3 separate regions of the Gossypium hirsutum genome follow, and all the other regions are linked to region 1. The links are chromatin contacts, called in public Hi-C maps. All regions are on one chromosome and are shown on one strand. The core of a region is the stretch at or near the end of the contact, and the rest is flanking DNA. Distances in the headings are between cores, read along the strand shown. Region 1 holds the start of LOC107888755 (DNA mismatch repair protein MSH2). Region 2 holds the start of LOC121206710 (transcription factor MYBS1). Region 3 overlaps LOC107888846 (protein CASP).

The links. A called contact is a pair of places that touch in the nucleus more often than the background predicts.
Region 2: a contact with region 1 is called in a Hi-C map of leaf, with 2.9 times the contacts expected there. The contact joins the promoter of LOC121206710 here to the promoter of LOC107888755 in region 1. A contact is called at or near these places in 13 of 34 Hi-C or Micro-C datasets (callus, hypocotyl, leaf and 2 more).
Region 3: a contact with region 1 is called in a Hi-C map of leaf, with 4 times the contacts expected there. The contact joins the enhancer-like site here to the promoter of LOC107888755 in region 1. A contact is called at or near these places in 11 of 34 Hi-C or Micro-C datasets (callus, hypocotyl, leaf and 2 more).

Annotation. Positions count from the first base shown.
Region 1 is chrA09:41,896,968-41,899,667 of Gossypium_hirsutum_v2.1, forward strand. LOC107888755 (DNA mismatch repair protein MSH2) reads right to left here and starts at 1,381. Exons shown (of 13, transcript XM_016812949.2): 1 at 1,147-1,381; 2 at 958-1,007; 3 at 711-743; 4 at 1-66. The coding sequence starts at 1,195.
Region 2 is chrA09:41,572,089-41,574,788 of Gossypium_hirsutum_v2.1, forward strand. It overlaps LOC121206710 (transcription factor MYBS1), which reads right to left and starts at 1,359. Exons shown (of 2, transcript XM_041077799.1): 1 at 608-1,359; 2 at 1-442. The coding sequence starts at 1,026.
Region 3 is chrA09:41,406,089-41,408,788 of Gossypium_hirsutum_v2.1, forward strand. LOC107888846 (protein CASP) reads right to left here. Exons shown (of 19, transcript XM_016813097.2): 17 at 2,361-2,440; 18 at 1,589-1,681; 19 at 1,285-1,503. The coding sequence ends at 1,443. Among protein-coding and RNA genes, the nearest start is that of LOC107888846, 17 kb to the right of the region's middle. Within about 2 kb of position 1,438, at least 5 of the 9 cell types and tissues checked have an H3K27ac peak or open chromatin away from gene starts, as enhancers often do.

The sequences.
Region 1 (2,700 bases), core at 131-2,630:
AGTAGTAGTACGATAATATGTTTTAGCGATAAAGGTTGCATTTTCACCATGAGCAGTATAATAATCCTGTATATTCAGAAAACAATAGTTTGGAAATGTGGTGCTTACAATGAAAAGGAAAATAAAACTAGCATTATAGAACAAAATCAGTTTGTACAAGTTTTAGACACCTAATATATACATATGCATTTATATATATGTGTGTAATATAAGAATGTCTTCATGTCCGCTTGTGTATTTTTACAGGCAGCATTGCACATTTACAAATTCTGACAGAGATGAAGGTTGAAATGGTTGACAAGTAGAAAGGGAAAAGTACATATAAGAAAATGGGTAATTAGGCATAGGGCATTGCAAAAATGGCAATATACTTTAGCATGAATAAATGGATTAGAAAAATATTTCCAAAACCGTCTGATCCTTTAAAAAATTTAACCATTTTCCCCTGAACTTCAGATAACACACGTATATGTATATAGCAATTTCCTGAAGAACAGTTATATGCAGACCATATTTCCATTTCCTTTTTTATATATTAAGAAATAAAAATATTTAATTTCAAAGACAACCCAACTGGCATTTCTTAATTATAGGTGAAAAAAAAACACCCAGTTCTCAAAGCAAATTATTTAACCAATAATCATAATTGAAGTAAAGACAAAATAAAATTTTACAACCCACAGTGGTAAAGACTATAAGCCTGAACTAACCCGGCGATCAAAAAACCGAACAGCCCTTGGATCCTGTAAAGGAAGAGACCAAATGATCAGGGAAACGAAATATAGTTCAAATTAAATCATTTTTTTTCAAACCATATTAAGTATTGATATGGCATTTTCTCCCCCATTTTACCTGTTCCTGTTCGGTTTCATTATATAAGTAAATAAACATTAAAGGAAAAAAAAACCATAATTAGTAATATAAATCCCAATAGATAGAAAAAGAAAGGGGGCTTACATTCGGTAGAGTTTTGAAAAATGAGAGAAACCCTTGAGCCTGCTTAGCGTCTGTTAACAGTAACCCAAAAAAAACAAAACCAAAAAAGGAGAAAAGTATTATCAACCATAAATTCCTGGAAAAAAATTATCAAAAGAAAATTAAAAGCATAAAAATAAGTTTCTAACAGAAAAAGGAGTGAGTGGGTACCTAGTTTGAGCTCTGGAAGCTTGTTTTGTTCATCAAAATTTTCATCCATTTTCGAGACAACTTACCAAAAAGCCCAAAAACGGGGGAAAAAAAGAGAAAGAAAATTGCTACTTTTCAGCTTCAGAGAACACAAACCAAAAACCTATTCTTATTCTGTAGAAAAACAAAAACACAAAACCTAAAATAAAGGGCCTTTTTCTGATGGCGGGAAAGGAATTGGCGGGGTTTTGAGAAGGGGTCTCCGAAGTACTCCATATTTCTTGGTTGTGTTGAAGTTGGATCAACCTGACCTAAGCTTGGGCCAAGTCCTGAACACAGATGATAACTTGGAGACTCAATTTATAACCAGAATTGGGCCTTTCTTTCATTTCATCCACTATGCACAAAGCCACAAATTTGTAAGTATCTCAATTCTACTTCATATTTTCTTTTAGGTTTAATACTACTTTGTATGTCCGTATCATAATAATATCATTTGTGCTTGTCTATTTAATTGGTTTTTAAAAAATTTAAAATTGATAATACATATTAATAATATATTAACTATATATTTATTGTTTTATTTTGAAGTCTCGAAATATAATATTAAAATATTATAATAAATAAAGATATTAATTGTTAAAATAAATTGAAAAATTTAGATTTGAAATATTATATTAAAATAATTAATAAAAAAAAGATATTTCAATATTTTATTATAAAATTTTGTACTAACAGATAAATTAATTCATGAAAAAATAAATAATGACTAGTAATAAAAAGGATTTTATTATAAAACATTAATTTAAAAAAAGAGTCCTATGAATTGTAATATACGTTCAATAATTAAGTAATGTTTAAATTAATTTAATGTAAGTTACTATTTGATAAATTAAAAAATTAAATGCAGAAAAATAAGTTTTGAAAAATTTAAGTACTAAATTTAAGTTATAAAATTGTTTGATAAACATAAATTTTAAATTAAAAATATTTTACATTTTATCCTTAATTTTTAAATATTTCACTTTATTTTAAATAAAAATCAAATTTTAGACATAAAATTTTTATTGGATAATATAATAATAAAATAAATAAAATAAAATAAAATTGAATTGATTGAAAATATCCTCCATTAAGTGATAAGTAACTCTTATCTACTTATTATTTTCAATGTTCTATCAAACAAACCCTAATTTAAAAGACAATATGTAAAAAAGAAATTTATCCAAATTGAAAATAAGTGCCTTAAACGAGGGAGTGTCCATTTGTTAAAAAAACTATAATGTGAACATGTTTGTTTATTTCTATTTTAGATAAACCTTATAATATATAATATTAGTCTTCTTACCTGTGATGCATGAGTTTAGTGTATAAATTAATTATAATCCTAAAAGCAATGTAGATTTGTTGAATTTGAATATAGTAAGAAGTTAGTTAATAAGTAAATTCAAATAATTTAACATGTGCAAATGATAATATTGATTATACGATGAAAGTCTTAAGGCCCAATTTCAGACTCATGGATGTGATGGACTTACACTACCTCAAAGCCCAACAATAAGGTCAAAGGTCAAG
Region 2 (2,700 bases), core at 109-2,608, 320 kb before region 1:
GGGGTAAGCAACAGGGACAATGTAAGGAGGAGGGGAATGAGGATGGTGAGCAGGAGGAAGCATAACAGGAGTTCCTGCAGCAGATCCAATATGCCCTGGAGCAGCAGCAATCGGCCGCCCAACAGGCGCTCCGTACATGCCTAAACCCGGCAAATGCGGATGAGCCCTGTGCTTCACTGATTGCCCCATGACCGCTGCACCGGGTGAGTTTGTGTTAGCCTGTTGGCCTGTGATAGGCGCTTGATGAGATGTATCCCCATTGTTAACACTCGTGATGTCGTGGATGCTGGACCGCCGCCGGTCTCTATTCATCGAATTTAAGCGTATAAAATACTTTTGTGCATGGCTAGCCACCTGCGTCGGAGTTCTCGATATCACAAAGTTCCTTGAAATGCTTCTCCAATCTCCTTTCCCAAACTTGTCTAAACCAAGTAGAAATAACCTGAATAACACATGTAATGTTGCTTGTCACATTACATATATCTTTATTTTCTATAAGACCCCAAATCCTAGGGCACTCAAGTCTTAATTCGAGTCACGTTCCAATACTTAAGTCAGTATTTAAGAAAAAAAAGAAAAACAGACAAGAAGTAGTAGAGGGGAATACCTATGCTCTTCTTCAGTCCATGGGATTCCTTTCCTTCTTTCTTGGTCGGACCTCGAACTCTGTTTCCCTCCATGTCCGGTAGAATCAAGGGTTAACCCCGAAAACCCATTTCCGTAACCGGAATTGGATCTCCTATCAGAATTAGGAGCCATGGAAGGTCCATGAAAATGATCCTTGGCAGAAGAGGAAGGTTCTTCTCCTTTATAACGAGGAAGTGGGACATGACCAGCCTCTATTGCAGTAACATCCTCCACTAATAATTCATAGTGAAGTTTCAACTCCTCAAGACTTTTAGTAGGAACCGTTGAAGCAATCTTTTCCCATTGCTCTTCACATTCCTCTTTCTCTATCCAATGCATTGCTATTGCGTTTTCAAATGCCTTCTCTTCTTCCCTGCTCCAACTAACACTTCCTGCCATACTACCAATAATACCCTACAAAAGAGGTCACTCAATTTCTAAGCTCAATGTTCTCTTATGTTCAACAGCTTAGTTGCATTTGGAAAGGGTCGAAAAATAAAAATAAAATAATGGGAAATGAGAGTGTAGGATAAGGGATAGAAGTATAAAATAAATTAGGGGGAAATTAAAATATAAAATCTAAAACATAAAATGAAATTGATATGGACCACTTTGAAAGCAATTCATAAATTGTCATCTTCACTGATAGTCTATTGAAAGGAGTAGAGTCGACTTGTTTTAAAGTATCTGGACTGAGTTCAAATTCTGAAATTATCACTGTTGGAAAGATTTCTCCTAAATACTACTACTCAAATAGAATTAGTCTCAAACAATAAAGTGAATTATGACACTTGTAGCTATAAAAAAAATTTTAAATTTTCATGTTCCTAATTAGAAGGTAAGAAAAATTATATAAAATTTAAAAAAGAATTCATAAAATGCTTCCTTTTTAATGCATTTGTAGTTATACATATTTTTTTAATCTCTCTATTTTTCAAGAAATTTAGTCTATGTTGTTTTTTTTTTAAATTTAAATCTAATTAATAAATTTACGCTATATTCGAATATACGATATTTCAATATTCATTGATTGATTTAAAGAAATTAAAGGCACATTCAAATTTAATAAAAGTTAACAAAAGGTTTATCAATTAATTTTTATATTAAAATTTTAAATCAGACTATTCAAGAGATTAAAAGTAGAATAATTAAATTTAATTTTTTCAAAAATGTATAGGGACTGAGATGCAAAATAGCATCTCTTTTTTACTCTAATCATAGAGGGAGCAAGATCAAGGGAGATGAGGTCCCAGAGAATCTTTCTAGAAGATTACCACCACGCGCGCATTTTGTACATTCTTCTCATAATTAAATTAAAATATGTTTTAAAGTTACATACTTTTCATAAATTTAAATTTTAGTTTTTATAATTTTATTTTCAAGAATTTAATTTATTTATTTTAAAAAAATTTAAATTCAAGTTTAATGTTAATAATGTTAATTTTTTTTTTGTTAAATTTGATAATGTGATATTGAAATAATAAAAAAGTACTCACTCGGTAACGATACAACTAAAAAATTAGTGTTATAGTGAGCCTAAATTTTTTTAAAAAAATTTAACAACATTAACAATTAGATTTAAATTTTAAATTTTAAAAAATAAAAAACAAAAATATAAAAACTAAATTTTAAATTTAAAACTATACTATTATGCCTTCTTTCCTTGTTATTTGGACTGTTTATAGAAATTTTATACCTTTTGCAGTAATAAAAAATTTCAAAATTATATTTTTTTATTTGAAATTTTAAACTTATTTTAATTTGGTAATTTTATATTTTCTAACTGTGCTAAATTTTCATAATACAAAGCTTTGGTAATATAGAAGTAATTTTAATGTCATCTCTTCGTAAAGTAATGTAAGATTTCTCAATTTTATGAAATTAACGAACAACTTATTTGAATTAATAATATTTATTTTTTTAACAAAATAAATCAATTTCCATTATATTAATATATTTTTTAATAAACATTAATATTTTATATCTTTAAATTACATCAGCTTCAATTATCGAAGACTTCAATTTTAAATAAGTCTAATTTTTACATTTAAATTAAAAATACGTATACTTGTC
Region 3 (2,700 bases), core at 188-2,687, 490 kb before region 1:
CAAACAAAAAATGATTAATCTACTGGTATAGTACTGACTATCTTGCTTGTGACACTAATTTAGTCAATAATTTAATTATAGTAAAGATGTTTATTAAATAATAACATTTAAATCTTCACAAATTTAATTTATAATTAACTTATTACACCAACTCAAATAAAAATATTATAATAATATAGAAACAACATCTATCATATTTGAAAGTTGAGAACTTCTAATTAGGATCAAACCAATTCATAAATATGAAAATATAAACGCTTAATGTTGCTCTCTTAGCAAAACAAGCTTGGCGATTGTTAGCTAATCTGAACTCGTTTGTTGCATGTTTGTTAAAGGCTAAATACTAATATTGTGAAAACCAAACCAGACCGGCCGGTCGAACTAAAAACCGGAAAAGTACCGGTCCGTTCAACAGAAAAAATCCTTTTGAACCGAGTATCAGGAAAAACAGGTCGAACTGGCTTTTGGAAATTTTGAACTCCCTGGGTTCGGTCAAGCTGGAAAAACGACCCAATAATAAAAAAAAGTCTGGTTCTTTTCAACTATGAGACCAAAGCAGAAAAAACTAAATGAAAATAAATTTAAAATTTCGAAAACTAAAAGCTAATGTCCTAAATCTACCCGTGACCCTCACCCCCCACAGTCCCACACCCATCAGGCCATCAGATTCTTCAGCCCCAGAATAGCACCGTCTGCTCTGCCTCACCCACCCTCAATCTAGAAGGGTTTAAAGTTTAAATAGTAGAGTAATGAAGAAGAAAAGTTAAGGAAAAAGAAAAAAATATGAAGAATTGAAAAAAAGAAAGAGAAGCTAGAGTGAAGAAGCCAAAGTAATCTCATCAGAAAAGAAAAGAAAAGAAAGAACAGTGAAGGTCACCCACTTATAGTATTCACGAATAAGAAGAAAAAAATAAATCCAATATTAAAATAAGTAGAAAGTATGGTGTTACACGCCTTGAACTAGCTAATGGTTGGATTCGATGTCTACTCAGTGAAGAACGGAAATGTTTGGCTGAAGCTTTGTGACTTTGATTACCCAGACTTTTCATTTCTTCGATAGTTTTGATTTTTCAACCTGCTGTTTTGCGTTATCTCTTCCGAGTTTCAAGACTTTGTATTTCCCCCTAATTTATTATTATTATCAGCTGGCATTTTCCTCAAAAAGAAATATTTTGAAATCGAATTTCCTCACCTCCATTTTTAAGACAATAATCTCAATTTTTTTAAAAGAAAAATACGTGCACTAGAATTAGAATGGCGTAAAAAATCAAGTTGAGCAAAAACTTAAGATCGAAAGACAGGGATGTATAGTATTAGCTATTTTGAACATAACATGATTGTGTTACATGTACAGTTTATTAAGTTGGTAAATTTAATTTCAATGCCATATTCTTCTCACAAGAACAAACCATAAATTAAGAAATGGCTAAGGGTAGATGTCACTAATATCCACGCGGGCGGTTCAAGTTTTTCTCAACGACGGCAGTTTCCTCAGAGCCATGGCTGCATTAACAAAAAATACTTGGAGTCAGATTAATCTGAAAGGAAATCTGGCTTAGTTATATTAATGATTAGGGCACATTATCACCTGAGGTAGCTTAGAGCGGACATTCGGTATAGACAAGTAAACACTAGGATATGCAAACCAATTGTGTAGAAAAATGCAAACGTTCGAGCATACCTGCACTTACAAACCAAGTATTTCATTAGCAAATCAACAAATTTTCTAAGCAAGCAGGTATTATTGCGTCCACATGTCACGGAGAGAATTGCTCCAGACTCCCTTATACAATGGTGACCACATTAATTTAACCACGGCCCAACAAAAATGTGCTACTACTATTCTTATTTGATATATACAAGGGCTATAACACCCAAAAGAATGTAAAGGTACATGCACATAGAAATTCTGCTCATTTACAAATGCACATTTGTAGACAGGGAACGACTCTCGGACCAAAGTTGACCTATAATAAGCATTTGAATGAAGTCAACGACCTTACACAATCATCCTGCCTTAAATGATCCAAACCCCAGATCCAATTACCATTCGGTTTGCTGTTTGCAAAGTAAAACGAGAAAAAAAGTTGAGCCTACTAAAGACATACCCAACCTACGTGAAACCTATATTCACCCACTTAAGAGTGACTATCCTCAAGAAAAAAAAATGAAGTGGAAAGAAGACAGAGACCTAAACTCCTCACAATGCTAGACACCCCAAATCTACCAGCGTGATTGCCACCTTTACAAATGTGTATATACACTCTGAAAAGAAAAATGCAAGAAATGGGACAAGAGATCCTACCAAATAAAGAATACTATACACTGTATATGCAATAGATGATGAAACAAAACCATACTTGTTTCCCAGAAGAAAACGTCCGCTGCTGAGTGTGATTCTGTCTCTGAAGCCCAGCTCCTTGTATCTTTGATCCCTCTCCTATGTAATAAATGAAACTGATTATTCTATTATGCCCAACAAACAGCATGAATAAAAATGTGACCTGAACTTGAAGATTCCATGAATGTAAATGTTAACTGGATTATTTCGATGTTCTCATATGAGTTGGCATGGATGGTAAAAAGCTGAGAGTTTGCATTTCTTGGCTGTTCAACTTTGTTCCCAACTAAAATAAGCTTTACAAGGACAATTCTTCTTCATTTATATTTGCTTGATAAAAAAATGTCTCATAGCAACGT